2 separate regions of the Mus musculus genome follow, and region 1 is linked to region 2. The links are chromatin contacts, called in public HiChIP or PLAC-seq maps. All regions are on one chromosome and are shown on one strand. The core of a region is the stretch at or near the end of the contact, and the rest is flanking DNA. Distances in the headings are between cores, read along the strand shown. Region 1 has its middle 50 kb from the start of Plac8. Region 2 holds the start of Sec31a (Sec31 homolog A (S. cerevisiae)).

Region 1 (7,823 bases), core at 1,430-3,929, 200 kb after region 2:
TTAATGGTTGCTTGCAAAGGTGAGATGTCAAAGGCCCCCTACGTGATGGCTTTTAAATCTAAATCTAAATAAATCCTCTTTCCAACGAGACCTCTGCAAACCAAATGGAGAAGGGACAAGAAGAGTAGAGTTCACTCAGGATCCTTCACCCAGAAGCTCAGCTTCACCCGGGTGCTGCACACAGTCAGGAAACACCGGTGAGCCGACCAGGACTGTGTGTAAGAAGGAAAAAAAAAACCCATTAAAGGAAAAAGAGGATGAGGAAAAGAAGGAAGAGGAAGAGGAGGTGGAGACCAGAGTCTGGTTTGCTGGAAATCTGCCATGGTGAAACTGAAGATCTGAAAACCAGAAAGATCTACACAAGACAAACACATCTGCCAAGATGTGATGATGGTTTTTAACTTCCATCAAGACAAATCCAGAATGGAATAGTGTTGGCTTGGTTGCAAATAGATGATAAGTATCAGATTTAGGGCTCTGAGCAAAAGAAGTCCAAACTTATAATCTGGGTGCAATGTTTTTAATTAATTAATTAATTAATTAAACCAGCAGAGACAGCCTCACCACTGTATTCTGGAGCAGATTGGAGGGCGCTGCCCTGAGTGTGGGGAATAGAGCAGTCTAGGCAGTCCAACATACTTGGAGAGATTGCCAAGGTCACACTTTACAGAAGCCATGAGGAGCAAGAAAGATGTCAGCTTCTTGATGAACTTGGTAGCTCAAGCCTGTGACCTGAACACAAGAGATACAGAGGTGGGGAATTGCTGTGAATTTAAGGCCAACTGGGGTTACATCGCTAGTTCCAGATTAGCCTGTACTACGTAGTAAGGCCCTGTCTTAAAATAAACAAGATTGCAGGAGTTGGAAGCAGCGTCAGATGCAGGGTGGCAATGTATGATCTTCATACTGTCCCACATGTAGCAAGCATTGATAATTGATTCCAGAATGTGCCTGTTGCATACATCTCAGAATCCTTCACGGGACCGGGTGTGCCGTAGTGTTACCATTTGATCACAGTCAGCACGTGATATGAGCGTAGTAGACTAAATGTGAAACGCTTAAGAGCAAGACTAAACTTTCCAGGCAGTGCGCTCTTCAGCTCTGGGCAGCACCACGTGAGAGCTCTCCAGTTCCCTGTCACATATCTGAGGAAAACGGCTTAAGGCGGGAAGGGTTCGTTCCAGCCCTGAGTTTCAGAAGTTTCAGTCCACTGTGGTGGGAAGTGTCTGGTGGAGTAAATCAGTTTACCTCACGGTGGGGATGAGGCTGTGAGTGAGAGCAACGGCTGCATCGTGCGCCTTCTCATCTCTCTCCTTCATTCACTCCATCTGGACTGTGAGCTGGTGCCTACCACATCCAGGGTGGCTCTTTGCCCTGTGCTGGTTTGAATGAGACCGGTCTCTGTAGGTTCATATAGTTCAATGTTTGGTTCCTGGCTGGTAGCCTGATTAGGGAGGATTTAGGAGGTGTGTTAGCCTGGTTGGAGGTGTGTCACTAGGGGTAAAACCTTCAAAAGCCAACACCAGGCCCAGCCATCCCCTTCTTTGACCCCCCACTTTTGCTTGTGGATCAGATATGAGCATTTAGCTACTGCCTCAGCACCATGCCTGCCTGTCCGCGCCACGCTCCCCATGGGGATGGTCGTGGACTCTCCCTCTGAATTGCAAGCAAACATCCAATTAAATGCTTCCTTCTATGAGTTGCTTTGGTCCCCGCTGTCTCCTCCCAGCAATGGAACAGTCACTAGGACGTTTCCTTAGTTGATCCTCTCTGAAAACACCCTTACAAACATGTTCCCAGGTATGCTTTATTAATCTTCAAGGTGTCTCTCAATCCAGGCAAGCTATCAACCAAGGTTAACCATTATATGGTAAGTTGAAGACATCACCTCTTAAACACATACCAGGGGTACTCAGAGGGTAAGAGCATTTGATGCTCTTGTAGAGGATACAGGCTCAGTTCCCAGAACCTTGATCCCTGGAACTGGAATTACTGAATACTGTGATCCATTGTGTGGGTGCTGGGAATAGAACCTCGGTCCTCTGTAAGATCAGTGAATACTATAACCACTGATCCATCTCACAAGGACCCTAGACTGTGTCTTAAATAGTCTACATCTAATATCTAGTCCTTCTATGGAAATATTTACATAGCAGCAGACATATTTGCTTGTTGTATTGACTAGTTTAGAATAGGAATAACTGTGTTTGGCATGGAAAGGAAGTGCCAGTAAGTAAGTTTTTAAAGTGCTTTTTACTATTGCATTTATTTATTTATTTATTTATTTATTTACTTGTTTATATCTTTTTTGTTTACTTGTGCATGTTGTGGGTGGGGATATCTGTGAACGTAAGAGAGGACAACTCTCTACGATGAGGAGTTCCCCTCCCCCTCCCCCGTCTCCCCCTCCCCCCATTGTAGTCCTAGAGCCATCAGGCTTGGCAGGAAGTACTCTCCCCTGACCATTTCGTCCACTGTCGCCCACATGAGTAATTTCTGAGACTAGGACACTCTGGTATCATTCCTGGATTGAGCATACATTGCTGGACGAGAAGGCCCGGGTAAGCCTCTGGCTTCACTGCTCCACGTTTTGCCTTGAGCAGGAGTCTCAGGGGTCACACAGCTAAGCAGCTTATCCCGTCAGCTTTGTCACCACAGCCCTTTGCACATACACGTCACCATGAGAACCTGGAGACCAACACGCAAACCACGGAACTCAGGTCTGCTTAGATGATCCTGACCTCCCTGTAGATTTGTTCATATCCTGTGTCTGGAGTTTTTACAGCACTCACCACCCCACCCTGCCTGCTGCCTCTGGGCATCCTGTCTCGAGTTCTCACAGCACCCTGCCTGCTTTCTCTCTTCTCTTTGCTCATTCTTTATTCCACTGAGACTTCAGCGCTTCGATGCCACTATCTTTCTTGAACTGCAGCACAATGTACAAACATGTGGGTATGATGGCGGGATTTTTACCAAAGTCACTCCTCGTAGAGGTGACTGGATGCAGGAACTGAGGTTTTGCCGGCCACCCACAAGCTCCCCCAACTCACAGTCTCTCCTTATCCTCATGGTCTGCCATAGCTGGAGAGCGGTGGTGGAAGAGAAGCGATATCACATCTAGTGAGGACAGAACAGGGGTGCCCCGAACAGTCAGCTCACAATGCACAGGGCAGCCCCGCACGCTCAGTTCCCAGCAAGGATGTATTTGCCCATGGTGTCGAGGCTGAGAAACTCTGATGTATGCCTTGACTTAGGGTCACTGTTGCTGTGAAGAAACAAACCCAGACTCAGGCGTTGCCCATATTCTCTTGCTTTCCGTGGAGCTACTTGTCCCCTGCAGGAGCTCAGCAGATGCAGTGACAGAGTAGAGGAGGGCCCCATCTTGCATTTGCAGAGCATGGGGCAGACCAGCTGTGCTCTCATCAAGGCTGCCGGTGTGTGTGTGGGGGGGGGGGGCGGGGGGAGCGGGTTCTTTACCAGTCTCAGATTTACTGATGGGGCTACAGGGACTGGAAGATCTGTGGAATGTGGCCCTACCCACTGAAGCTGGTGAGAACCTCATGTCTGAACTGAAATGGCATGTCTGTCAGGCCCTGAGGGCTAGAAGTCATTCATTTGCCAGTGGTGTCAGAAAACAGTTTGTCCATTTTGTTATGAAGCATCCAAAGAGATTTGGTCTGGGGATTTTTTTTTTTTTTTTTTTTGGCTTTTTGCTTTTTGCCCTTTTCAGTGAACAGTCAGACAACTTTGTTAGACAACTAACAGACTATTAAGGCGATTATTTGGTTGTGGGAGAGGGAAGAGTTTCCTTCAAAATGCTAGTGGTAAGGAATGTGAAGGGGGATTTCCCACTTTGGCGATTCTGATCTCTGTGACTTGCTTCCGGAAACAAAGAGGCCTTCCAACCCCTTTGCTTCAAGAAGGTCAAGACGCTAATGACATCGTGAGTAGCAGCTGGTGAAACCCAAAGCCAGGTTGTGGGTTTTGTGTTCTTGGCTAATGAGTGTAGACAAGAGGAGCTATGGAAAGATTGGGGTTCACCAAGAACACAGTCAGTGGTAATTGTTTCGTCACTTTGGACTGGTCCTCAAGGTAAGACTGACATCAGAGGGCCACTATCCTGAGTCCCTGAACAGGTATGGAAGGTAGGAGGACTAATTAAACAGAAAATCATCGCAGGTGAAATGGGCAGTTAGGGCAAGAGGAGACGTGACTCATCTGATGAGTCACGAGCTAGGCACACAGACACAGTATTCTGTACATAACCATGATTATTCTGGGATCTCTGACGAAAATCTGTTAGTTTAGTACAGGTCAATGCCTTTCAACCCTTTAGCAATGGCTCTAGTAAGTCATGTATTATTTTATTATATTCAAATATAAAATGTGGATGAGTCACGCCATAAAACATCTTTGTTATGTTCTCCCTGGCCAGAATGAACTAGAGAGATATGTTCCCGGACATGACGCATACATGGGAAGGGTCGCTTGGTGCTTGCTTGTTCCAGAGAGGAATTTGCCTCTGGATGTGGTCACCATCTACACGTACCACTGAGTAGAGGACTTCGAGTCAGCATGTGATTCCTGGTGTGGGCTGTCAGCTCTATGGGATTTAGGACCACCTAGGAGATACAGCAGCGCTGAGAGTGCCTGAGGACATTTTCAGAGAACACTGACTGAAAGGACCTAGTATGCGTGCGAGCACCACCATTGCACACACACAATGGGTTCTGGGGCTGAATCAAAAGGAGAGAAAGGAAAACTCCAGCTGAGAACCAGCACCCCCCTCTCTGCTCCTTTTTGTTTGTTTGTTTGTTTGTTTTTGTTTTGTTTTGTTTTGTTTTTTTCTGAGACAAGGTTTCTCTGTGTTGCTCTGGCTGTCCTGGAACTCACTCTGTAGACCAGGCTGAACTCGAACTCAGAAATCAGCCTGCCTCTGCCTCTGCCTCTGCCTCCCAAGTGCTGGGATTAAAGGCGTGCGCCACCACCGCCTGGCTCCCCTCTCTGCTCCTTATCGATCATTCTTCTTGTTTTTTTATTGAGACGAGGGCCCACTATGAAGTCCTGGCTGTCCTGGAACTCATTATGTAGACCCGGCCGGCCTTGAACTCAGAGGTCTGCCTGATGCTGTCTCTCCAGAATGCTGGGGTCAAATGTGTGCACCTCAACCTTCCTGCCACACCCCTGAAATGGCCTTGGTTGGGTATTTTGTCAGAATGAATGGAAAATAAGTGACACAGAGCATAATGTTACCCGATTTCAGTGCAGAAATAATAATCAATTTATATCTGGGCTGTTAAATTGAAAAGGTGGGTGACTCACCTCTGTACTGGGAACCTGGGAGGCGAGGCAAAGCACACACCTTGTTTGGAAACACCATTAGAATATTAAAGTAAAAGGTCAGTATATTGTGGCTCCCCTGAATTCTCTGAGCCATTCTAGTAAACCAGTGGGACTCAAGGAAGGGGCCTTGGGAGTTCCAAATTTATAAAGAACTGGTTAGATGCACAGACCAAACTTGTGCTTCCAACTAACTCAGGACGTTAGCACCAGCGGAGTACCAAATCCGTACCTGTGGCATCGGATATTACCTCTGGTTCAGTGGTGTCAGAATCAGCCTGGATTATCCGACTGGTGATGGCTGCAAACACTGACTGACTGCTTGGTGTGGGGGAGGAGCCTCCTGCATCTGGTACACATGCACTGTGTTAATGAATGGACTATTGATGAGACAGAATAGGGAAAAGACCGCTTACCCCCGTGTCCTTTCACTGCCCATGTGCCTCACCGTTCGTAACCAGGGAGAGTAAAATTTGAACTCAGGCCTGTGTGACACAGAAGCCTGTGCTGAGGCTTTGCCATCAGTTACGAAGATGGCGGCGACCTCAGCTCTCTGGCCTGAGGAGTAATGCAAAAGAGAACATGGATGCTTTGGAGCTGGGTGGCCAGGTCATATTTTCTTTGCAAGTCAGACTCAGCTTTGAGGCTGGGGATAGGTAGATGAAGCAGCTGATGACTGGTTGCCTGAGAAAGATTACTGAGTCCTGCGTGTGTGAGCCCAGGCACTGACTAGAGTGCTCTGGGGGGTGGGGTGGGGGGGTGGGGGGGTCAGCGCCATTAAAAAAAAAAAAGGACCAAGCACATTTGAAGGTCAGTACTGACTAGAACGAGCTCTGAGGGCATTGCTATTAGAGTTAGCTACACTACAAATGTTTGCCTCGAATTTGACCTTATCCAGAGGTGCTCCAAAGTGGGGGTATTGCCATTAGTTCGCCATGTGCCTTAGACTGTGCACTATAGGATCCTCATGGAGCTATTAATAAATAAAACAGTTCAGGGGCCCAACCACAGCCTCTAAACACTTCAAAAGTATCCAGAAAACGTTTCCTGCCCAAGCTCGACCTTCTCTGTAGTGGAGGCGCGGGAGAAGAAAATCAGAGTGAGAAGAATTTGAGGAAGTAGAAAGCACAGCTTTCAACACAGGGCATGGACAGCTCCCATCTTTCCAGCCCCAGACACTGGGTTACTGCTTTCAGGACATTTCTTTTTTGTTGTTGTTGTTGTTATTAATGCAAGTCAGAGAATATTAAGCAACCGAAAAGTTTCAGGCACAGCCAACTTTAGGACCAGCCCCGTGAAGGCCCAGAGCCCTGCCCTGTAGCCCCTATCCTCCATCACATGACCCTTATCTCTCCTCGACCTCCTGTGCCCAGCAAGCACTAAGAGCTCCTTCCTTGTTCTCTGGAGTCTGGGACAAGGAACTATGCCCTAGGCACTATTCTGATGTTTTATATATTTCGATGTGTCAGTCCCACAAGGATTCTCTGTGTTTTGACACTGCTTTGCAGGGAGTAAAACTGGAGCACATTAAACCACAAGCCCATAGTTTCAAGCCAGAGTCAGAGCTGGACTTTCTTTCTATCCAGGAAGTCTGCTTTTCAATCACTGCTGTGCTCTGAAAGGCCCCTTCTGAAAGAGTTCATGTCTTTTGGGAGCTAGTATGCAGCAGGTATTGTGTTTGGGTCCAGTCAGGCTATATTAGCCAGAGTTTCTTTTAGGGGAGCAGAACTTATGGAGTGAACATAGAATGGCTTACAGGCTATGGTCCAGCTAGTCCAAGAGTGGCCAATTACCAATGGAAAGTCCATGAATCCAGTAGTTGTTCAGTCAGCAACACTGGATGTCTCAGCTGGACTGCAGCATATTCTATATCCCAAAAAATCAGCCTCTAATTACAGTGAAGGAATGGACTTGCCACTGAGAGGGAGAGTTAGCAGGCAATGAGCGAAAACTTCCTTCTTCCATATCACCAGTAGGCGTGGCCCAGGTTAAAGGTGGATCTTCCCACCTCAAAAGATAAGGGTTAAAAGTGGGTCTTCCCCATCTCATGGGCAAACACCAACCTCTGACACTATTAGTGATAGTCTTTTATGCTTGCAGACAGGAGTCTAGCATGACAGTCCTCTGAGATGCTCCACCCAGCAGCAGACTCAGACAGTTGCAGACACCCACAGCCAAATGTCGGATGGAGCTTGGGGCCTCTTATGGAAGACTAGGAGGAAGGATTGAGGCCCTGTGTGGGACAGAAACTCCACAGGAAGACCAACAGAGTCAACTAACCTGAACCCTGGGGGCTCTTAGAGACTGAACTACCAACCAAAGAGCATACACAGGCTGGACCTAAGCTTCCCTGCTTATATGTAGCAGATGTGCAGTTTGGTCTTCATGTGGGTCTTGAACAACTGGAACAGGGGAAATCCCAAAAGCTGTTGCCTGTCTGTGGGATATGTTCTTCTAGCTGGGCTGCCTTGTCTAGTCTCAGT
Region 2 (7,147 bases), core at 3,073-5,572:
AATCATTTTAATTTAAAAATAAAAACATTATTATTCTGATGAAACAATATCACGGTGATGCACCAACATTCAAGCACCCGGACACTAAGAGACAAGAAGCTCCTTTTAGAAGTTAGGTGTGATGGCGCACACCTGTCAGGTCAGCCCTCCACAGTGGAAGCAAGAGGAAGAAGAGTTTGAGGTCATCTTCCACTACAGAGCAAGTGTGAGGCCAGCTCAGCTACAGAGACCCTGTCTCAAAGAAAGCGAACAAGAAAAGAAACTCTTTTTTTTTACAAAGTACTAGAGACAAACTGGGCACAGTGCTACACAGTGCTACAAGCCTGCAGGAGGTCAGGAGTGCCAGGCCAACCTAGCGACAAGAGGCCATCTTAAAAACCTGGACGGAGAGCCTGGCTTACACAGTGAGTTCCAGGACAGCCAGAGCTACAGAGTAAGACCCAGAATCAAAACAACACAACAAACAATCAACAGGGAGAAAACACAGCAAAGGCGTGCTAGGTAAGGTAGGATACACACTTGCCCCCCGAGTTTGGGAGCCCGCCTCTGCTACTATTAAATATGCTGTTAGATGTTGCTTAGCTCTTCTGGGCCCTGTTTCTACACTTGTAAAAGGTCACTACCTCATTGGATAATATGAAATTTAAACAGGATAGCATGGATTATAGAGAACCAAATAAAGTGCTCTGCACATAGATTAGTGTTTGGATGCACTTGTGCTGTAATTCTAATTTTTCAGGAAGGAAGGAAGGGTCACATATCTGAGTCTTTCCTTCACTACGGAGCAAGTTCTGAGGTATGGAAAAAGTATATGGAAGTTTTGTTTTAACTTCTTATGATTATATACAAGGGGAAACAAATGCACTAATGACCTAGATAAGCTAAAAAAAAAGTGTCAGATAAATCCTTTTTATTAATTTTTAACTGCTTATATAATCTCATAAAAAACACTAGCAAGGAGTGGGTAGAAGTTAATTTCAGAATAATTTCTAAAAGGAAAACAAATTGTTATTTTTTTTAAGCTGGTGTTTGGGTTTAGAAATCATTAGTAAAGCACACAGAGCCCTAAAATCTCTAGATAGATAGATAGATATTCTGACTAGAATTACAGTATACTTACTGACAGCAAAGGTCCAAGGGCTACCTAATTCCTGAATGTTTAGTTAATGTGTAACACAGAGATAACCACGGGGACATAAAATGGCTAAGTCAGAACTCAAAGCACTCCTAATGTATCTATTTCTTTGCTCTAATGCCCAAAGTTCTAGTAAAGACTATTCCTCTTATTAACCTATGCAGAACAAAGTTTCAGTGCAGCTGCATGGAAAGAAAACCCCGTTACAATGACGGCCTACACCTATGCAGTCAGCTATGAGTCAAATTAAACAAGAATAGCCTACTCCGTGTATTTACAAACTAAGCTTCGAATTTCACTGGATTTTCTGTTACAAATATTTAATTGCAGATGACTTTCTTAGAACATGGGGGACAGAATGAAGCCATCTGTGCTTCTCAATGACAATCTATCTTTATAGTTTTGTGTAGCTTTTCAATACTACGTGATTATATTCACATTGAGCATAATTCATTTAAAAGCATTTCATCCAGAACATAATCATAGTAGAAATAGGAAATGAGGACTTTGAGGACATTCGCTAGTTCGTCCCCACCATCTGCAAGTCAGTATTCCAGCGCAGTGATAGACTGAGGCTGGAACAGACACCCTTTGCTGAAACCTCAGCCTAAGTCTCAGCTCCAACCCTCACATCACTGCATCTTTGTGGTTCTGCTCCTCCCCCACAAAGCTATCCACATCATAGCTTGTGAGAATTAAATGTTTAGGACACTGTCTAGCTCATAGTAAATAAATACAATTAACTAACTATTCTGAAACCACAATTTAAAGGGATGGGAGAAAAGGCTTATCCATTAAGGATGCTTCTTGTTCTCAATTCACAATTTAAACCGTCTATCCCAACAAGTCTTCAAGAATACATCTACGTGCTAGGTGAGGTGGCACACAGAGGAGTGTAACCCTAGTGCTGGAGACTAGAGGTAGGAGAGCAGCAGTTTTGGGCCAGCCTGGGCTAAACAGATAAGGTCTAAAAAAACAAGCAAACAAACAAAGCAAGAGTTAGGGATGCAGCTCACAGTGCATACCTAGAATATCCAAGGTCCTGGGCCTTTCTCCCATCAATAAAAAACAAAACAAAACCACCCAAAACCTAACATCTGAGGAACATTATGTTCCAGACAAGAACTTCTATTTTTTAACTCACTTTCTCTCCATGATAATTACATTGAACTAAGTAGAAACTTTCTTCTTTCTAGTGACTTTTTTTTAGTATTTTTAAATCATATGCATATGTGTTTGTGTATATGTAGGTGACTTGTAGGTGACTGAGAGCCACCTGATGTTGGTGATCCCCAGGAAGAGCAGCGTGTGCTCCCGATGAGCCACCTCTGCGGTTCTAAACTCATTTTCACATTGCAAGTTTTATGTAGCAACATGAAAGCCAACAGTACTATTCTGTCAAAAACAGCAACCTTGCAAACAGCTGCCCCACACCTCAGAGGTGACAGACTCAGCACCTTTGATTCTTATACGGAGAGTGCAAACCCGAGCCTGGGACCATTTTTAGTAAAGGTCCACGTGGGCAGAATAACTCACAAAGGACAGGAATATTTGTTCTCCAAAAGCTCCTTAGCACTATCAGCTGTTCCAGGCTCACTTCACTCAACCAAACTTAAAAAAAAAAAAAAAAAAAAAAAAATCAACCGCGGTTGCAGAACTGCATGTTATCTTATAAATCTACAAGATAAAATGTTAGGAGAAGAAGTTAATCTACAATAAAAGAAAATACTTCCAGTGTGATGGTAGATGCCTGAAATCCCACAGCTCCGGAGGTTAGAGAAGGAGGGTCAGAATTCAAGGTCATCCTTAGCTAATCAATAAGTCTGAGACTACTCCGGGCCACAAGAGACCCTATCTCAAAGAATGAAGGAAACGGGGAAGAAGAGAGGGAGAAACAAAAAGAAATTAATTTTGCTGTATCACTTGACAAGTCTTTAATGCGGGATTTTTGAACCTCATGAAATTACACAGAAAATCCTACCCAGGTATGTGCATACAGTGTGCGCATGCTTTTCTAGGAAAAGCCCGATGCTTCCAAAGGGGGATGAAAATGCCAAAAGACTGATAGCCATTGCCTTTAACAGTTCACAAATATCTTTCTACTCTTACATGTTTCAGGGGGGGAAAAAAACCTGTTTACAAAATTTACCAGTGAAATCCAAATCTCATCGCAAATCTCACATTTCCAGACTCCACAATGTGTAACATTCACAATTAAGATAGAAATTATCCAAAAGTTCTTATTCCCTGCAAACCTTTCTTGGTTTGCTGTAACGAAGAGAAACAAGGACAGAATTACTTAAAAGGGCAGTACATTTTATCCAACTCCTGAATAATCAGGATATAGAGGATACGGTCACATGAGCGAGCTTCTAATTTTATTTATACATATAAATATATATATATATATAAGAGTTACAATTGTAGACAAAGAGCCAAGTTTCAACTTTGTATAGTTTAACAATTTGGAGGAACTATCAAAAAAACTCTTGCAACTTCCAGGAAGACCTGCAGAATTAGTTCTACGAGCTCACAGAAAAAGTTTACATGCCCACAAGTCCAGGCAGTTATTTTACAACTGCCTCACAATGTAATTTAATACAACAGCAGCAAAATCATATGCTTTTGAAGCACCGGCTGTGATTAGCGACTGCTGTCGCTAAATAATACAGTCCTAGTTAAACGACAGTAGCCTTCCTTTCAAATCTATGGTCCTTTAAATCTGGCAACAGTTCAAACACAACTTAACACAAAAATCTCAACCTAGGTGAAGTCAAAGAAATCATCCCGAGGTCTGTTTCCCTTCCATGCCCTTGGGGATCGCACCACTTTGTGCACAGGGACTGAAAGGTTAACCTCAAACTCACTCCCGAGCAGGGCAGCCTGGAAACGTCGGCAGAGGATGACCGGCACGATCACCCGCCTGCTGCGACTCCAGGCGTTGTCCCGGCGGGGCCGAAACGAGACGGGGGCGCGCCGTCAGCGGAGAACGGGCCTCGGGCCTCGGCAGCGGACACCGAACCTGGCGAGGGGCAGGAAACAAACGGCGGACACACCTGGCGGACCTCAGCGACCTGTCCTGCGTTAGCCGGCGAGCGTCGGCCTCTCCCCGGATCCGCCGCCGCCGCCCCTCCTCCGCGGCCCAGGGCCACCTCCACGCTCCGCTCCAACGTGGCAGCCGCAGCCCCGCCTGCGGGCCGGCACTTCCGGGTGCGGCAACTCGCCACGCCCACCCGGCCAGCCGGCACTTCCGGGAGCAGCGGCTCGCTCCTCCCACCCCGCGGGACAGCACTTCCGGGAGCAGCCACTCCGGTAGGCTAGTCTGGCCGGAGGTAAGGATTCAGCCGCGCGGCGTGAGGAGGCGCCTAAACTTCAGGATGCATCCGCTTGGCGGTAGATCAAGGGGAAGTCGAGCTGGGCGTCTCCGTCGGGGAAGGAGAGCGGTGACCGCGAGGACGCCACGTAGCACTCCTGTGAGGCGTCAGCAGCTGCTGGCGACAATACCCACACTAGACAAGGCGGGCGAAAACTGGCTGCAAGGACCGGTTCAGTTTGTGACTCGGCTAAGTTAATTATTGGTTTTGCGTCTTCCCTTTGAGAACTTACGTGATTTTGTCGCACACACCCAAAGGCTTATACTCTATAGAGGCTTAGCTGCGTGAGTGAGGTATATCGAATTAAGTTCATATTCTTAATATTTCAGTAGCTATCCATGGTATTCAAACCTATTAGCACTCGCCCTGGGCTACCGGAACAAAATAAGCGTGTGTGTGTGTGTTGCTCTCAGATTGGAGCATTGAGATTTTCGTTTAGGGATATAGATAGATAGATAGGTAGGTAGGTAGGTAGGTAGGTAGGTAGGTAGGTAGGTAGGTAGATAGATAGATAGATAGATAGATAGATAGATAGATAGAGATAAAGATATAAACCAGTAACTGGAAATGTAGAAGCTGGTCTGTAGAGCAAAAGAATGAAATGGGTGCTGAATTGGGCCCATGCATATGATGCCACCACACTCAAGAAGTAGAGGCAGAAAGATCAGGAGTTCGAGGCTAGTCTAAATCCAGGTCACCTTAGGCTGCAAGAGAGCCTTTCTTGAAAAGCAAAAGAAAATACACCACCACCAAAGGCTGGAGAGACGGCTTAACAGTTGAGAGCACTTGCTGCTCTTACAGAGGGCTTGGGTTTATTTCACAGAACCCATACGGCAGTGCACAAGTATTTGTGACTCCAGTTTTAAAGGACCCTACACCATCTTCTGACCTCCAGCAATATCTGCATGCAATAAAGCACATACATAAATACAGGCACTCAACACATAAAAAGTGAATAAACCATAAACAACAAAAGAAATTAGGTGCTGAAATTCTCTATCCCAACTTAAGCTAGGTCTAGTACATTTCTGTACATTTTAACAAGATGGGGTTGGTTTGGGACCCTTTGGTCCCAGACACTTAAACTATCTCCCTTAGAGCTCCCAACCTTAACGTATGTGCTGCCTGGTTGTACTTTTAATTTAAGGTGGGATTATTTCATCAGTGAACTCAAGCCAGATGAAAATCACTTGTCATAAACTATTAGCACCTGGACTGAACTGAGATCTCCTAACTTATTACCCTTGTTGACCACACCCAAGTCTCCTGTAACACCTTGCTTATAGACTCCTTACATGAATGTAATTTTTGTTTGTTTGTTTGTTTTTGGTTTTCGAGACAAGGTTTCTCTGTGTAGCCCTGGCTGTCCTGGAACTCACTCTGTAGACCAGGCTGGCCTCGAACTCAGAAATCCGCCTGCCTCTGCCTCCCAAGTGCTGGGATTAAAGGCGTGCGCCACCACGCCCGGCTGAAAGTAATGCTAGTGATGCTTCTTTATTGAACACAAGGTATCAGCAAGCTGGACTTTGAGGCAGAAGCAGGAAGATTGTGAGGCCAGCCTGAACTGCATGGTGACTCCTTGTCTTTCCATGCTGAGGGTATACTTTATAGTGGGAGTTTTTGCATAGCATACACAAAGCTGTTTGATCCCTAGCAACAAGCTGGTAGTCAGAAGTACTGGAAAGTGGACATGTCTTTTATTCACCCCCTCTGTGTTCTACATATGTATTTCACTTTAAAAAGCAAGTTTACAGAGTTGAGAAAATGGTGGCCCGGCCCACCCCACCCCAGCATGAGGATAGGACCTATGTATCAGCTTAGGGCAGCAGCCACCATCTGTCACTCCAGCAGTAGAGGGACGGAGACAGGCAGTGATCCCTGGTATAACCAACAGCTGTCCATGAACTTGCTAACCTGTCTAAGTGGCTGGGATTCAGTCCTGTACCACCAGGTTGACTGTGGGGGACTGGTGGTAAAGTGATAGTTGTACAATATCAGAGTTTGCAAAGGACCACCTGCCCCTATCAAGGAAAACCTAGTACCATTCACAAGTCTTTTAGCTCATCTCAGTCAATTTATTAATCAAGCCTTGTTCCATGAGAATGAAACTTTCAGAAAGAAAGTTCATTTCCAGACTCTACTCATTGAAGCCAGAATGGAGGTAACTAAACACCTATGTGGTGGATAGAGTCAGTAAAATTCACCATTCAGATAGAAGACTGCAGGGAGAGGTGGCAGCGCTCGCTGCCTGTCACACAGCTCTTGATTCCTGCGATGCAAAGAACAAGTCTGACTGGTTAGTGTTCTCTGTGGCATTGCTGTCACACATCCTGCAGCGCCTCAGAAAGGCCTGGTTGTGGCTGTTTAGGTCTCTTCTGGAGCTTCAGGCAGCATGAAATCTTTTTACTCTTAACTATGTGTCTATGGAAAGGTCGGGTGGACGTTGATCCAGGCGTCAGTTCATCCTTGGTTCCTCTGAAAAGAACATTAGCTCTTAACCTTAGGCTATGTCTCCAGCCCTTACATGAAATCTTGAAGCTGTCCTTACAGGAGCACCAGTCATGACTAGCTTTTATCCAACTGCCAAGACGGGCATTGGGCTCCAATTATGTAAGCTAGTTGCACTTTGACTTTAGGG

The links. HiChIP or PLAC-seq counts read pairs in DNA pulled down with a chosen protein or histone mark.
Region 1: a FOXA1 HiChIP or PLAC-seq map of pancreatic cancer cells shows a contact between it and region 2. The contact joins the enhancer-like site here to the promoter of Sec31a in region 2. A contact is called at or near these places in 1 of 39 promoter capture datasets (the HPC-7 cell line), 1 of 484 Hi-C or Micro-C datasets (CD8 T cells), 2 of 115 datasets of contacts at active chromatin or transcription factors (effector CD8 T cells and pancreatic cancer cells) and 1 of 9 other capture datasets (liver).

The regions. Positions count from the first base shown.
Region 1 is chr5:100,618,477-100,626,299 of GRCm38.p6, forward strand. No RefSeq gene overlaps it. Among named protein-coding and RNA genes, the nearest start is that of Plac8, 50 kb to the left of the region's middle. Within about 2 kb of position 2,680, at least 97 of the 459 cell types and tissues checked have an H3K27ac peak or open chromatin away from gene starts, as enhancers often do. A contact at or near this core is called in CD8 T cells, the HPC-7 cell line, effector CD8 T cells and 1 more, where this site is marked.
Region 2 is chr5:100,411,912-100,419,058 of GRCm38.p6, forward strand. It overlaps Sec31a (Sec31 homolog A (S. cerevisiae)), which reads right to left and starts at 4,323. Exons shown (of 28, transcript NM_026969.1): 1 at 4,192-4,323.